2 separate regions of the Sus scrofa genome follow, and region 1 is linked to region 2. Evidence: chromatin contacts called from public HiChIP or PLAC-seq data. All regions are on one chromosome and are shown on one strand. Each heading gives the region's core, a stretch centred on a gene start, on an enhancer-like site or on the middle of the called end of the contact. The rest is flanking DNA. Distances are from core to core; before and after follow the strand shown.

The links. HiChIP or PLAC-seq counts read pairs in DNA pulled down with a chosen protein or histone mark.
Region 1: an H3K27ac HiChIP or PLAC-seq map of alveolar macrophages shows a contact between it and region 2. The contact joins the promoter of LOC110260075 here to the promoter of ZKSCAN1 in region 2. A contact is called at or near these places in 1 of 5 promoter capture datasets (liver) and 1 of 2 datasets of contacts at active chromatin or transcription factors (alveolar macrophages).

The regions. Positions count from the first base shown.
Region 1 is chr3:8,402,387-8,408,969 of Sscrofa11.1, reverse strand. It overlaps LOC110260075, which reads right to left and starts at 3,743. Exons shown (of 2, transcript XM_021087973.1): 1 at 3,008-3,743; 2 at 2,520-2,869. The coding sequence starts at 3,743. The coding sequence ends at 2,520. It overlaps LOC100514038 (TSC22 domain family protein 4), which reads left to right and starts at 2,794. Exons shown (of 6, transcript XM_013995454.2): 1 at 2,794-3,407; 2 at 3,855-4,882. The coding sequence starts at 4,136. NYAP1 (neuronal tyrosine-phosphorylated phosphoinositide-3-kinase adapter 1) reads right to left here and starts at 272. Exons shown (of 7, transcript XM_005661909.3): 1 at 144-272.
Region 2 is chr3:7,917,674-7,924,509 of Sscrofa11.1, reverse strand. It overlaps ZKSCAN1 (zinc finger protein with KRAB and SCAN domains 1), which reads right to left and starts at 3,869. Exons shown (of 7, transcript XM_021086191.1): 1 at 3,714-3,869.

The DNA of each region.
Region 1 (6,583 bases), core at 2,494-4,993, 480 kb before region 2:
CCCAGGTTCCCGGGCACCCCTCCCCTTCTCCTTGTCCTGCTACCCTGGGTTTCTCCGTCTCTCGCCCCGCCAATCCTCCCTACCCCTTGTCCCCCCATCCCACCTCCCCGCACCAAGCCTCCCCAATTTCAACATCACCGTACCTGGCCTGTCGGGCGCCGGCCCCCCCATGCCGGGCTCCGCCCGGAGCAGGAGGAGGGAGGAGGAGAGACAGAGAGAGACCGGGGGGGAGCCGAACAGGGCCCTGCCGCAGAGACAGCCCCGCCTCCGGGTCCGCCCCCAGACCCGCCCCCGGCCCCAAACCCACCCTTCCACACCCTCCAAGGACGGAGCGGGAGCGGCTGCGCCGCGCTGCGCCGCTAGGCTGGGGTGGGCGGCACCGGGCCAGCGGAGCCCGCGGGGGCACTCGGAGAAAGGTCGCGGGGTGCGAGGGACCCGGCGCCAGCCCGCCCCCGCTTTGGGGCGTCCGCTCCTCGCCGTCCCTCGCCCCCTGCCCGACCGGGCCGTGCTGGCTTTGGTGTCCAAGGCCCCGGCGGAGCGAGGCGGGGCGCAGCGCTCAGCGACGCCCCCCACCGGCGGCCCGGGGATGCACCCACGCGCGTACCGCGTGCGCCCGGCGCTCCCCGGGTGCGCCCCCCGCGTCCGGCCGGGGCGAGGCTGCGGCTGCGGGGCTCTGGGTGCAGTGAGGCGGCGAGGCCGGCAGGGGGGGCCGGTTTCCGGGGCCGAGGGGCTCTGAGAGTCGGGAGCCGGACCATCCACATCTTTGTCCAGCAGAGGGCGTGCTCCCATGGCCGCGCCCCATCTTCCAGACGCCCCCCCAGGTACAGGGAGGGCACCGGAGCTGGCTCGCTTGGTGCTTGTTGCTTCTGCCCCCTGCTTCCCAGGCGTCCAGACCTTGATTCACCGCCTGGGCTCAAAGTCTTTTGGCGGCCCGCCCCCACGGCCCAAGTCATCCTCCCAGTAACCTTTGACTCCGCAAAATAATGAATACAAAGAGCTTCGTAAATTGTAAATGGCTCCGTATGTTTAGAGGCGACTATATACGCCCGTGGGAGAGGTAACCTTAAAATACGTAACAGTCCTTTCACATTCACACCTTAATGTGAATAAACTTTATTTATTCATTCTACAAGTATTTAGAATACGGAGACCAAAATGCCCCTAGGACTGTAGGTACGCAGGAGTGTCTGAGTTGGTGGAAAGGGGAGGGTCCAAAGCTAAGTTTGAATAGTTGGTAGCGAGTCAGCGCCGAAGGAAGGAGGATCTGGGGGCGGAGCAGCGGGGCTGCGTTCTGAACATCGCCAGAGGGGAGAGAGTCTGGGGTGGGGGTGGGGGTTTTGTGTGGGAGGCTGCTTCCTGGACCCCACCGCTTGGGAGGCCTCAGGCTCTGGCTATGGTAGCCTTTGCTGCCAAGAAGGGAGAGAGAGAGGAGTGCAGGTTCGTTTTAACAGAGATAAAGAAAAAATATATATAAACTGGGGGCAAGGGTTTTTGCATTGTCTTGTGTTTGCCTAACCCTAACGAGTGGTTAAAAATTTCCATGAGCTAAAGCTGAGGAAGGAAGGATGTGTCAGCCAGCCAGCCCAGAGCTGGTCTCAATGCCATCAAATGCTAGCGCTGAGGCCTTGGGCAAATAACCCAATGCCTGTGAACCTCAGTTTCCTTAGGAGAAACACTGGAGCAAAACCCACCCCAACTGTGCCCAGGGCTGTTTTGAAAATTCATGAGATAATTGTGTGGAGTAGACAAATACGAAGAATTTTAATATGTTTGAAAAGAGTTCCATATGACCAAAATCAATTAGACTCCGTTTCCTTCTGAACCTGGGAATGAAGGCAGATGTGGTCATTAGACACTGCTTTTGCTAAAACAGTTCCTCTCAGAATGTTGCTTGGGGGACCAAAAAAGAGAAAATGGCAGCTGGAGGTTTATTTTTTCATGCCAAGCACATAGTAGGTCCTTTATGAGTGTGTGTGGATTCTCTGTGGTGAGGAAGGGATGGGGTGGGGAGGTGAGACGTGGGAGAGGTGGGAGGGGGCGAGGGTAGAGTCCATGCTTGTGGCCTGCCCGGTGGTTCCTCCTCAGGTCTGTCTGTACGTCTGCTTGGGTGACTGTGTGTGACCAGGAGTTGGAGAGAGAATGCAAGTCAGCACTTTCCTGAGTGTGTCTTCGTTGTTTCTCTCCATGGGAGCCAGACAGGGACACACCTGAGTGTGAGAAATGTCTCTGCTCTATCACTGTGGACCTTGCTGAACCTCCTGGGTCTCCATGTCCTCACTGAGGAATAATACGATGCCTGGGATTTGATTCAAATACGCCATCACAATACAACAAAAGATATTGTAGGGATAGATGAAAGCAGATTGGCTGTGAGTGGGTCAATGTTGAAACTGCATGCGGGCTGCCTGGGAGTTCACTGTACCATTCTCTCTACTTCGAGGCATGTTTGGAAATTTGTCACAAGGATCCACTTGAACAAATAAGGGCGGGGAGAAAAAAATGGTACCTTCCTCATACAGTCACTGTGAAAACCAGGGGAGAGAGGACAGTAACAGCTGCAGCAGCACCACAACGACTCGCCGGGCGCTTATGGGGTGGCAGGCACCCAGCAGGATCCTGGTAACTTCCTTCCCACTCTTCTGCGCGCCTGTAGGCCAATGGCAGCAAGTGCCTACAAGTAAGGGAATCCCTGGCCTCCCCGCAAACTCCTCCCCTCTCTCTCCGCCCTCCGCGGCCCCGCCCTCCGAGGAAGCGCTGGGCTGGGGCCCAGCAGGTGTGGGGTTAAGGCAGCCCGTTCCGGGCCCCTGGAACAGCAGCGGCGGCAGCAACTGCACCAGCAGCGGCGGTGGCAGGCCTGGCCCCGGGCCAGCTGGCCGGGAGCCCCAGGAGCGAGAGAGGGCGGAGGAAGGGGAGGAAGAGGGGAAGGAGGAGGAGAGGAGCCGTCAGCAGGCCCGAGGAGGCAGGACTTCCTGGTGTGGGGGTTGTCAACAGCCCAGAAGAGAAAGACCGAGAGGAGCGGAGTAGCGGAGAGAGACCCAGCGGTGCCACGCGGGAGGAGACTTGGGAGGGCCACTCGCCGCGACCACCGAGGCGGCTCCATCTGGAGGATCGGGGGGCTGACCCGCCCTCTTCCGCAGCAGTCCGCACACCCTTGGGGCTTCACGGGCCGCGCCTGGGCCCCCACCGAGGAGGCGGGGGTTCCTTTTCTGGACGGCAAACTTTCCGCGGAGATGCCTTGCGGGGCGAGGTGCAGCCCCCGAAGAGGACCGGACAGCCTCTGAGCGCCGCCTGCGCCCCCCGCGCTCCTGGGGCCAGGGGGCCCCAGGGAAAGGACAGCTCAACGTCTTAGGCGGCCGGGACCCCCCCGGCCCCCGCCCCCGGCCCCGCTCGGTGGCCGCGGCCGAGAGGTAGGGCTCTGGGCTGGGCGGGGCGCTGGGGCGGTGGGGCAGGGCCTGCCCCAGGGATAGGGGAGCTGGGGTGCGGGGGCCTCGCAGGCCGAGCACAGGCCTCCTGGCAGCCTGGCCAGGCTGAGGAGCGGCTTCACCCCTGTTCACCCAGGCTTTGGGTGGGACCACTTGGGTCCCGTGAGTTGGAATCCCAGCTAGAAATGCCCCACTTTGGGTCTGGGCCGCCTCTTCCTGCTCTCTGTGCCCGCCCGGATCTGTCCCCTCTGTTCTGGTCTCTGTCATCTCTGCCTGTATCTTTGTCTCTGGGTCTCTGGCGGTTTCCCCTTCCTCCCCCATTCTGCTCCCCAGAGAGGAAGCCCCGGAGGTGCTGCCCACTGCTTTCTCACACACACACACATACACACACACACACACTCTCTCTCTCTCTCTCCCCGTCTCTCCTTCCAGTTTGCAAACTCAGCTCTGGAGTTTGGAGGCAGCGACAGCAGCAGGAAAAACCTGCCCCTGCCCTCTCCCTCCCCCCTGCCTCCCCTGTCCTGTTCCTTCAGCAACCAGGCACCCCCAGTTCCTGCAGGGCCCTCCTGCCATGTCGGACCCAGACGTCCCCAGGGGCCCTGATGTCCCCGCCATGTGGCCCCCCTGTTCTAGGGGTGCCTGAGCCTCTCCAAGAGCTCCCTCCCCCCCGCCACCCGCCTGCCCACCTTGGCCAGTCCTGAGACCCAGGGACCATGAGTGGGGGCAGGAAGAAGAGTAGTTTCCAGATCACCAGCGTCACCACGGACTACGAGGGTCCAGGGAGCCCAGGGGGTTCAGATCCTCCTGCCCTGCCAGCCCCCACTGGGCCACCGCCCCGCCTGCCCAATGGGGAGCCAAACCCCGAGCCAGGGGGCAGGGGCACCCCCCGGAATGGCTCCCCACCGCCTGGGGCCCCAGCCTCCCGCTTCCGGGTGGTGAAGCTACCCCAAGGCCTGGGAGAGCCTTATCGCCGAGGCCGTTGGACTTGTGTGGATGTTTACGAGAGAGACCTGGAGCCCCCTAGCTTTGGCCGGCTCCTGGAGGGAATTCGAGGGGCCTCAGGGGGCACAGGGGGCAGGTCTTTGGATTCCAGGTTGGAGCTGGCCAGCTTGGGCCTGAGCGCCCCTGCCCCACAGCCAGGCCTGTCTCAGGGCCCCACCTCCTGGCTCCGCCCGCCCCCCACCTCCCCTGGACCTCAGGCCCGCTCCCTAACTGGGGGGCTGGGCCAGCTGGCAGTGCCTAGCAAGGCCAAGGTGGAGACACCCCCTCTGTCAGTCTCCCCACCCCAGCAGCGCCCCCCAGAGCCCGGGACAGGGGATAGCACGGGCACATCCCGGGCTGCCACGCCCCTGCCCTCCTTGAGGGTAGAAGTGGAGGCAGGGGGCTCAACAGCGGGGACCCCTCCACTGCCCTGGACGAAGGATGGAGCCCTGCGACTGAGGATGGAGGAGACAGGGCAGGTAAGAGCCGGGTCCCAGGGTTGGGGGGGGACACCTGAGGGGTGGAGGTTGTCCATCCGGACCTGGGCCTCCGCCTCCATACTGACCTCCCTTGGCTCCCTCGTCACCTGTCTGTCGTTTCAGACAGCCCCCCTTTTTTCTTCCTGCCATCTCACTTGCGGGTCCATTCCTGCTCCTCGCCTGGCCCGTGTTTTCTCTCTCAGGCTCTGTCTGCCCCGCATTCTGCACTTTCTTTGCTCTTTGGCCTTTCACGTGTTGCCTGGGGCCCCCGTCTCCGTGTCTGGGGAGCCCATGTCCCCTCTCGATCGTGAAGCTGTGACCACCTCCCTTTGGCCTTCCCCTTCTGTCTGGGTCTCACTTCTTCAGGCATTGAGGGGGAGGCCCCAGGCTGGGCTGGCGAGCTTGGGCCTCTGGGAGAGGAGCTGCTGGGGCTGGGGGGAGGGGCAGAAAGTAGGCCTTCCACCCTAAATCTCTCCTCTGCAGTCCCATCTCCAAGTGGGGAAGGGGCTGCTGCTTTCTTCCCACCAGCCGCCCTTGCAGCCTCATCTCCAGCTGTGTCCCAAACCAAACGTCTCTGAGACCTTGAGGAATCGGGTGGAGATGAGGGGGCCCCTTACAAGGATGGGGTTTGGCTGGTTCGTCCCGTCCTTTGTACACCCTGTTGACTGTCCGGGTTCCCTGCTTCTGGGCCTCTCCAGGACCCGTCACTGAGGGTGGCCACCATGGAGTAGGAGAACAGTGGGAAACAGTTGAGAAAGCGTTAAATCCTTTGCTCATTCTGCTTCCTGTCTCCAAAAGAGGAACAAGTCTGGGCTGGGGGGCAGGATGCCTGGGTCCTCGGGGTGGGGAGTGGGCAGCCAGGGATGTTGGATGTGTCTGTCCTGAAGGAGAAAATAACACCTTGGATGCAGGAGGAAAGGCAGCGAGTGTGAGGATGAGAACTTTTCCCCTTCCTGGCCTTGGGCACAAACCACAGTATAAAAATAACCTGAGACTGTGCGTCTGGGCCCTGTCAGGACCGGTCAGGACTGGCTCCCCCCCACCCCCTCCTGGCCTCAGACTCACATCTCTCATGCCACCGCCCCCCCCTTTCTTGAGTTCTTTCATTCACTTCCTACCCCAGGGGAGAAGATGTGTTTCCTTTACTGGTCCCTGTCCCCACACTCTTCCAAAGCAAGCCCCCTTTGCCCCCAGCCTCCGCTGTTCCTATCCTTAAGCCCTGCCTGAGCTTCCCTTGGGCCCACAGACCCTGCCCTGCTCTCCTCGGAGCCCCCAGCTCCCTTTCCTTCCCCCACCTCCTGGTCTCTTCCTGCGTGTGTGCATCTGTGCTGCTGTTCCCTTGCCTTGGCGTCTGTCTTCCTTCTACACTCCCCCTGTCTCTTCTCTTCCTTCTACACAACCCCCTGTCTCTGGGTTGCCTCGAACAGGGGCCTCGAGGAGGGCTGGGGGCACCACCTGGGCCCCCTTCCCCTGTGCTGTCCCTCTAACCACTCTGGACTCCCTGTTCTTGGCTTTTCCGAGAACCTGGGGCCTCCTGGGGCCTCACAGAGGCGTCTTGTTCCTGTGGCCCCCGCCCTTCTGCAGCCACCCCCAGCGCCTGTTGGGCCGTGTGGGTCCACGCCCAGGCTCCGCCTCCCTCCATCTCCGCAACCCCCCCCCCCCGAAGATCCAGGCTCAGGAGCAGAACTTCACCTGAGTCTG
Region 2 (6,836 bases), core at 2,620-5,119:
TTCTCCCTCTCCCTGCATGAAGCTCTTCCATCCAGCAAAATGAGTCGACTTAATATTTCCTAAATAAGCCTTGTATAGCGATTGCCATCCTGATCTCACATCATACTCAATACCTGGGGCTTCCTTCCCAGTCTTCTCTGCCTTTTCAAATCCTACTTACTATTCAGAGCTAAGCTCAAATGCCACTTGCCCGTCATCTGTTGATGAAGTCTCTAGGAGGCATAACAGTAAGACTGAGGTTAACTGAGTGCTTTCTATGTACGAGGCATTTCGCAAAGCACCCTCGGGAGGTAGGTACAATTACTGCCTCACTTTATGGTGACGACACTAAAGTTTACAGATATCAAGGATCATATCTATGTCCCCAAGGTCAAATGGCAATTATAATGGCAGAGCCAGGATTTGAATTAGGTCCATGGGACTCCTCTCTTCAGCCTCCAACCATCACAGCAAACGTGCTCTGTCCCAACATGTGGGGAAGGAAGCGCTTCCGTGGACACACAGATTCTTTCTAAGAGGAAAACCTATTGGCGGGTGGGGGGGCTCACCTGTCAGCCACTGTTTTCACTGGGGAGCTGTGTGACTAAGGAGACACGGCAGGAGACACAAGTGGGAATCATCTAGACTCTACCAGGGGGACCAGCAAATAGGACAACGGAGCAGAGCCGGAGCACCGACGAGCCTAGTGACAGAAATCTCTTTTAGGCAGGCGCTACTGTGTCTCAGGTAAACCAAGGAGGATAAAGGAGAGGAATCTCGATCTGTGCCCACACCTCGGCTGGTTTTCAGGAGCTGGATACTCCCTGGGTCAGTGGGACTCACAAAGAAGAGATTCTGAGGAGGACCTGAGACCCAAAGGGAGCGATGAAGGCATGGACGCTTCTCTTCTTCCAACTGTGACAGGTACCCCCCGCCCCAAACATTTCTCTGCTCCTGCTCTGGGCAGGAGAAAAGGCCCAACAGCAGCCGACAGACTGGGTTTTAGTTTAGGTTTCAGTCAATCTGAACACACAACCTTTCCTCCTCTCTAAACACGCAGCCCTAATGGTCTCCTCCAAGCTTTTGCTGTGCACGCTGTTACCATCTTTCTTTCTTTGTAATTTAATATTTCATGCTGTCCTCTTCCGACTGGACAATTGTTAAGGGTATGCACCTTTGCATCTCTTAGACCACTTAATAGGACCTCTTTGCAAGCCCTAGTTTTTGTTTTTGTTTTTTTTAAATACTTGGCTGAATTTACAATATTATTTAGTCTTTTTGCCCATTCATAAGCCAATCAGTGTTGTATGAATTATAATAAACAGGCAAGTCGAAAGAGTTTCATTAAGCTGCACTATCAGCTACCAGCTGATTTTAGGCTAGTTAATCTATGTACAGATATTTTCTCATCTGTACAATGGGGATAAAAAACAGTACCTGTCTCACAGAGTTGTTGTGAGGATTAAATGAGTTAACATATAGGAAGCACTTAAAACAGCATCTGGCATCTAGCAGGCACTAGAGAAGTGTTCATTTTTTTCAGTCATCTTAAGATTGTAACTGTGCTTCCCAATTTGCAGCCTACTTAAGAGATTAAGCAATGGGAGAAATGTTGAAATAGGGAAAGCAGCACAGCTTGGAACACCTGAATTCTAGTCTCTCATGAATAAGTTACACATCCCTCGGTGAGTTATTTAACCTCTCTGACCCCTAGTATCCTTATCTGTCAAATGACGCTTGGAGGGAAGGAGGTCAGGCACAGGGGAGCAGGAAACTACCTCTGGGGTCCCTTTGAGCTGAGAACCATTCAGACACACTCTCCCAGTGAGATAAGATCACCTCCAGTAACTTATTGTTACTAAAGATAAATACCAAAGATTTTCTTACAAAAAAGGCCTGGAGCTACGAGCTCAGTTTATTCCAAAGGCTATCTTCTAAATAGGCCAGTATCTTTTCCAAGCCAGAGTCTTGAAAGTTTAAACAAACTGCCCTCCTCCCATTTTTCAACAGAGTTCTAAAAGGTTTTAAAACATGAAGAAGCTACCTTTTTTTTTTTTTTTTCTTTAAGGGCCACACCTGCGGGCATATGGAAGTTCCCGGGCTAGGGGTCCAATCCGAGGTGTAGGTGCCAGCCTATGCCTCAGCCAAGGCAACACCGGATCCAAGCTGCATCTGTGACCTACGCCACAGCTTGCCCCAGTGCCGGATCCTTAACCCCCAGAGGGAGGCCAGGGATTGAACCTGCATCCTCACAGAGACAACGTGGTGTCCTAAACCTGCTGAGCCACAACTGGAACTCCGAAAGCTACCTTTAAAAGACATGTAGCTACCCAAAGATGATGACACTCTCTCAGAATGAAAAGGTACGACTTCACATAACGTTCACCTGTATTTAGATACGATATAAAGTTAGAAAACCGTCAGTGCTTAGATCAGGCAGAGAATCAGCAAAAGACTATGGCATGAAGTAGTTAGCTTCTCTGTATTTTAATTTTGGTGAAAACTGCCCAAATAATGAACAAGAACCTTGCATAGTAACCAGAAGACAATACAAACTTGGAGAAACATTCTGGGGCAAATTATCATTTCGGTTCCCTAAATAATAAAGCTATTTCTCCACATTTGGCCACCCAATACAGTAACAGGGCTTTGTTGACTGGTTAAAATGAATCCTCCACAATTCAGTTCAACAAGTATTTATTGACCACCTCCAATCCGCCTAGCACTGGCCTGTACAATAAATGCTTTCTTTGGTCCCAGGCCATGTAACAGCCACTCTCTATAATGAAAGTACCGTATTGTGTACTGGAGGGAGGGGAGGGGGGCAGTGTCAGGCTGAAATGTAGCTGAATCTTTCAACTACTCGGACCAAAATCAAAGAACTTCAAAGCTGGAAAGGCCTTTTGAGAAAACCTAGTGGATTTTATCAATGACAAAACAGGTGGGGGACGTGTCTGGTCTTATCCAAGGTCATTCAGTTAAACAGTCTCCTAATGGCCCAGCGCAATTTCCACAAATTCTCATTCCAAGTCAAGCAGAGTGACTACGACCCAGAAATGAAAAATCCACCTAATCTTTCAGCCTTCGAAATATTTCCACAAAGCTGAGAGTGGGATGGCCATAATCCCTACCAGATCCGAATCACATCTTCATCCCCTCTGACTAGGCTTCAAAGACTCTTTAATCACCGCTCGGGGGTGGGGGTGGGGTGCAGAGATGCAGGTGATCTGGAAACACATATGCGGCACCTCGAAACGTGTCCATTTCTCGGACTTCCGCATTTTTCACCTCGAGATCCTGCAAGGACCCCGAAAAAAAAAAAAAAAAGTCTCTCACTGGAATCAAAGCAAATGGCGACGAAAGCAGAGCAGGGAAAAATCAGACAGGGGTCGGTTCGCTCGCGACCTGGTTCTCAGAAACGTCAAACGACGATGACGACACTGCAGGCGGGCGGCCCAGAAGGGGCCCGCAGACAGCAGCTCCCCAGGTCTCCCAGGAACCCCGGCCAAGGACCGTCGCCCCCTTCCCGCCTGGATCCGGGGTAGGGCGAGGACGTCTCCCCCGGGGGACGGCGCTGCCTACGGCTGGGCCTGGAAAGGGGACGGGGGCACGGACCCGCTTCACGCTGCGCCCTGGCAGCCCGGAGGGGACCCGGGGGCCGCAGCTGCGGAGCCCACCCCCATGCACACCCCTGCGGCCCCGCCCGCCCCCCAGAGGCCGGCCCCAAGTCTCACCGTGAGCCCCGGGAGCGGCCTGGGGGCGCTGGGCGAGCAAGGGGAGCTGACTCTGGGGCTCAGGCCGGCCGAAGGGCGCCGCACACGGACCTAGGCCCTCCTGACGCCTCGACACAGACACAATGAGTCACAAAGGCCGGAAGTGTGTCAGCACCTCGCCTTCCGGGACTGCGCCGCGCTTCCGGGTCCTCTCTAGGAGCGCGGGAGGATTTGGCATCTCGGTGCCCGAAAGCTGGACCCGGCCCCTGCCCTGCAGCGGTCCAGCCTCCCGCCTGGGGGTTCTCGCCCTCAGCCTGCGCGCCCCGAATTAAGGCTGGGACCAAGGGGAAGGGGATTCAGGCTTTACGGGATACTGTTCAGCTCTGACACCCGTCCATCTGATAATTCGATTTCTCCTCTTCCACCTCAGGCAGCGCTTGTAGTAATTATAGTTATTATCAAACAATAATAATACTTAGTAATTGTATGTCTGAGGCGGAGGAGCTGAAAGAAGGGTGTAGACAGAGAAAGATCAAAGCGAAGCCAGGGATGGCTGGTTTCACAAAACTACCGTGGTAGACTCTCTCACGCCCTGGAGATAATCTGCCAGTTGAGTGGGTGGTATTTTCAAAACACTTGGCCTGTAGACAAAGGACGTCTTTCTGCAACCAAGCTAGTTATAAGATTCTGTGTTCTGTTCATGTGGCATATGCTCTTATAGCAGTTTAGAAGTAGATTTCAGAATAATAACTGACATTTTTTGCCTTCAAGGTGCTCTCACAAGCTGCAATTAGGGCCTTCACCTTCACCTGGCAAGATAAGGCAGAAATAATATTCCACTTGCTGTGCAAGAGTGACCACCGTCTTTAATGATTGTGACTTTGCTCACATTCCAAGGCAAGTTCAGGGGAGAGGCTGAACTTAGTATCTGGGTTACATGATTCCTATTGCTTGGAGATTACTTTTTAAAAAATAAATTGGTGCCACCACTATGGAAAGCAGGATGGCGACTCTTCAAAAAACTAAAAATAGAATTACCGTAAGATCCAGCAATCCCACTTCTGGGCATCTATCCGGAGAAAACCTTGACTTGAAAAGGTACAATGAACACCAGTGTTCATTGCAGCACCACATACAATAGCCAAGATGTGGAAGCAACCTGAATGTCCATCAACAGAGGAGTGGATGAAGAAGATGTGGTACATGTATACAATGGAATATTAGCCATAAAAAAGAATGAAATAATGCCATTTGCAGCAACATGAATGGACCTAGAAATGATCATGCTAAGTTAGACAATGAGAGACAAACATCATATGCCATCACTTATATGTGGCATCTTAAAAAAGGATACAAATGAACTTATTTGCAGAACAGAAACAGACTCACAGACTTTGAAAAACTTACGGTTACCAAAGGGGACAGACTGGGGAGAAGGGATGGACTGGGGTTTGGGATGGAACTATTCTAAAATTAGGTTGTGGTGATGGCTGTACAATTATAATAAAAATGCACTGAATTAAAAAAATTAAAACATACTTGGAGGAGTTCCCTTGTGGCACAAAGGGTTAAGGATCTGGCGTTGTCACTGCAGCAGGTTCAATCCCTTGCCCCGGGGAACTTCCACGTGCCAAAGCTGTGGCCAAAAAAACAAACTTGGAAAGTAAAAGGCAATTACAATATCACTAAATGAAAATTGCAAAACAGAGAAAAAAATCACCTATAATCTTTCCATATTAACCCAGCTGTGATGGCTTTAATTTATCCCTTTCTTATCTGTTTTCTTATGTATATGTTTTTATTTATTGTGTTAAACATGGTTTGAAACTATGATTGTACTGGACAGGTGGCTGGTTTGCTTGAAGTACTTGTCACATTCATAGTGTGTGACCCTTTTTGGACCCAGGCTGGTGGGATCAGAACTGGGCACTTGATGAAAGCACATCTTATGCTTATGCTGGCCCGTGGAAGTATGGAAGGGGCCTGGTCTGAGAGCTCTGGCAAATGGAACAGTAGGCAACTCAAGCAATTAGATCACCTTCCTTTGGGAGTTCAAATGTGAGATAGAGAAAACTGGGGCCAAGCAGAAGTAAGTCTGCAGAAGGCATTGGGTGATAGAAGCCATGAAGCTGTGGGTGGTATGAGTAAGCAGAGGCTTCAGCAGAGAAAAACGAACAGAGCTATAGAAACAGACCACCAGGCGCTGATACACCACATGGCAGAGCTCACAGAAGGGGGCCCAGCCACTTAGCACTGAGGGCCTACAGCCAAGGGAGGCGACTGCCTGAATAACCTTCGGGCTCCAAACGAAGTTTTATTCTCTGTGTTGCTTGATTTTGCTGCAGATGCTGTTGCATCCTGTCTCTCTACTTCCCTGAGTGTTCTCACAATAAATCCTTCGCCAACAAGAATCCCGTTTTGGAGTTCCCGTCATGGCACGGCGGAAACAAATCTGACTAGCATCCATGAGGGTGAAGGCTGCATCCATGAGGACGAAGGTTCTGTCCCTGGCCTCACTCAGTGGGTTAAGGATCTGGCGTTGCCAGGAACTGTGGTGTAGGTCAAAGACCTAGCTCGGATCTGGCATTGCTGTGGCTGTGTATAGGCTGGCAGCTGTAGCTCCGATTTGACTCCTAGCCTGGGAACTTCCGTATGACCCAGGTGCAGCCCCAAAAAGCAAAACAAAACAAAAACAAAAACAAAAAAAGAGGGTCTCTTTGTTCCTTGCCATATGGAAAAGCCTGATGCGATAGATGTGAAATCATGTGTACTACTTAAAAACACTTAATACCATGTCATTAACATTTAAAATTTGCTACACAGAGTAGATAATTATCTTTTTTTTTTTCTGGCTGCACTTGAGGCATATGGACGTTTTGGGGCCAGGGTTCGAATCCAAGCTGCAGCAGCGCTGGATTCTTCACCCACTGCATACCAGGTGGGAGATCAAACCAACACCTCCACAGAGACAAGCCAGATCATTAATCCACTGTGCTACATCGGGAACTCCTGGATAATTATCATTTTAATAGCTATATAGTATTCCACTGAGGAGCTGTACCATTAATTAATAATGCCTCTATTTCTAGACATGCCAAATTCTCTCAAAGTTTTGTTAGGTTAAATATTTAGGGGAGTTCCAGT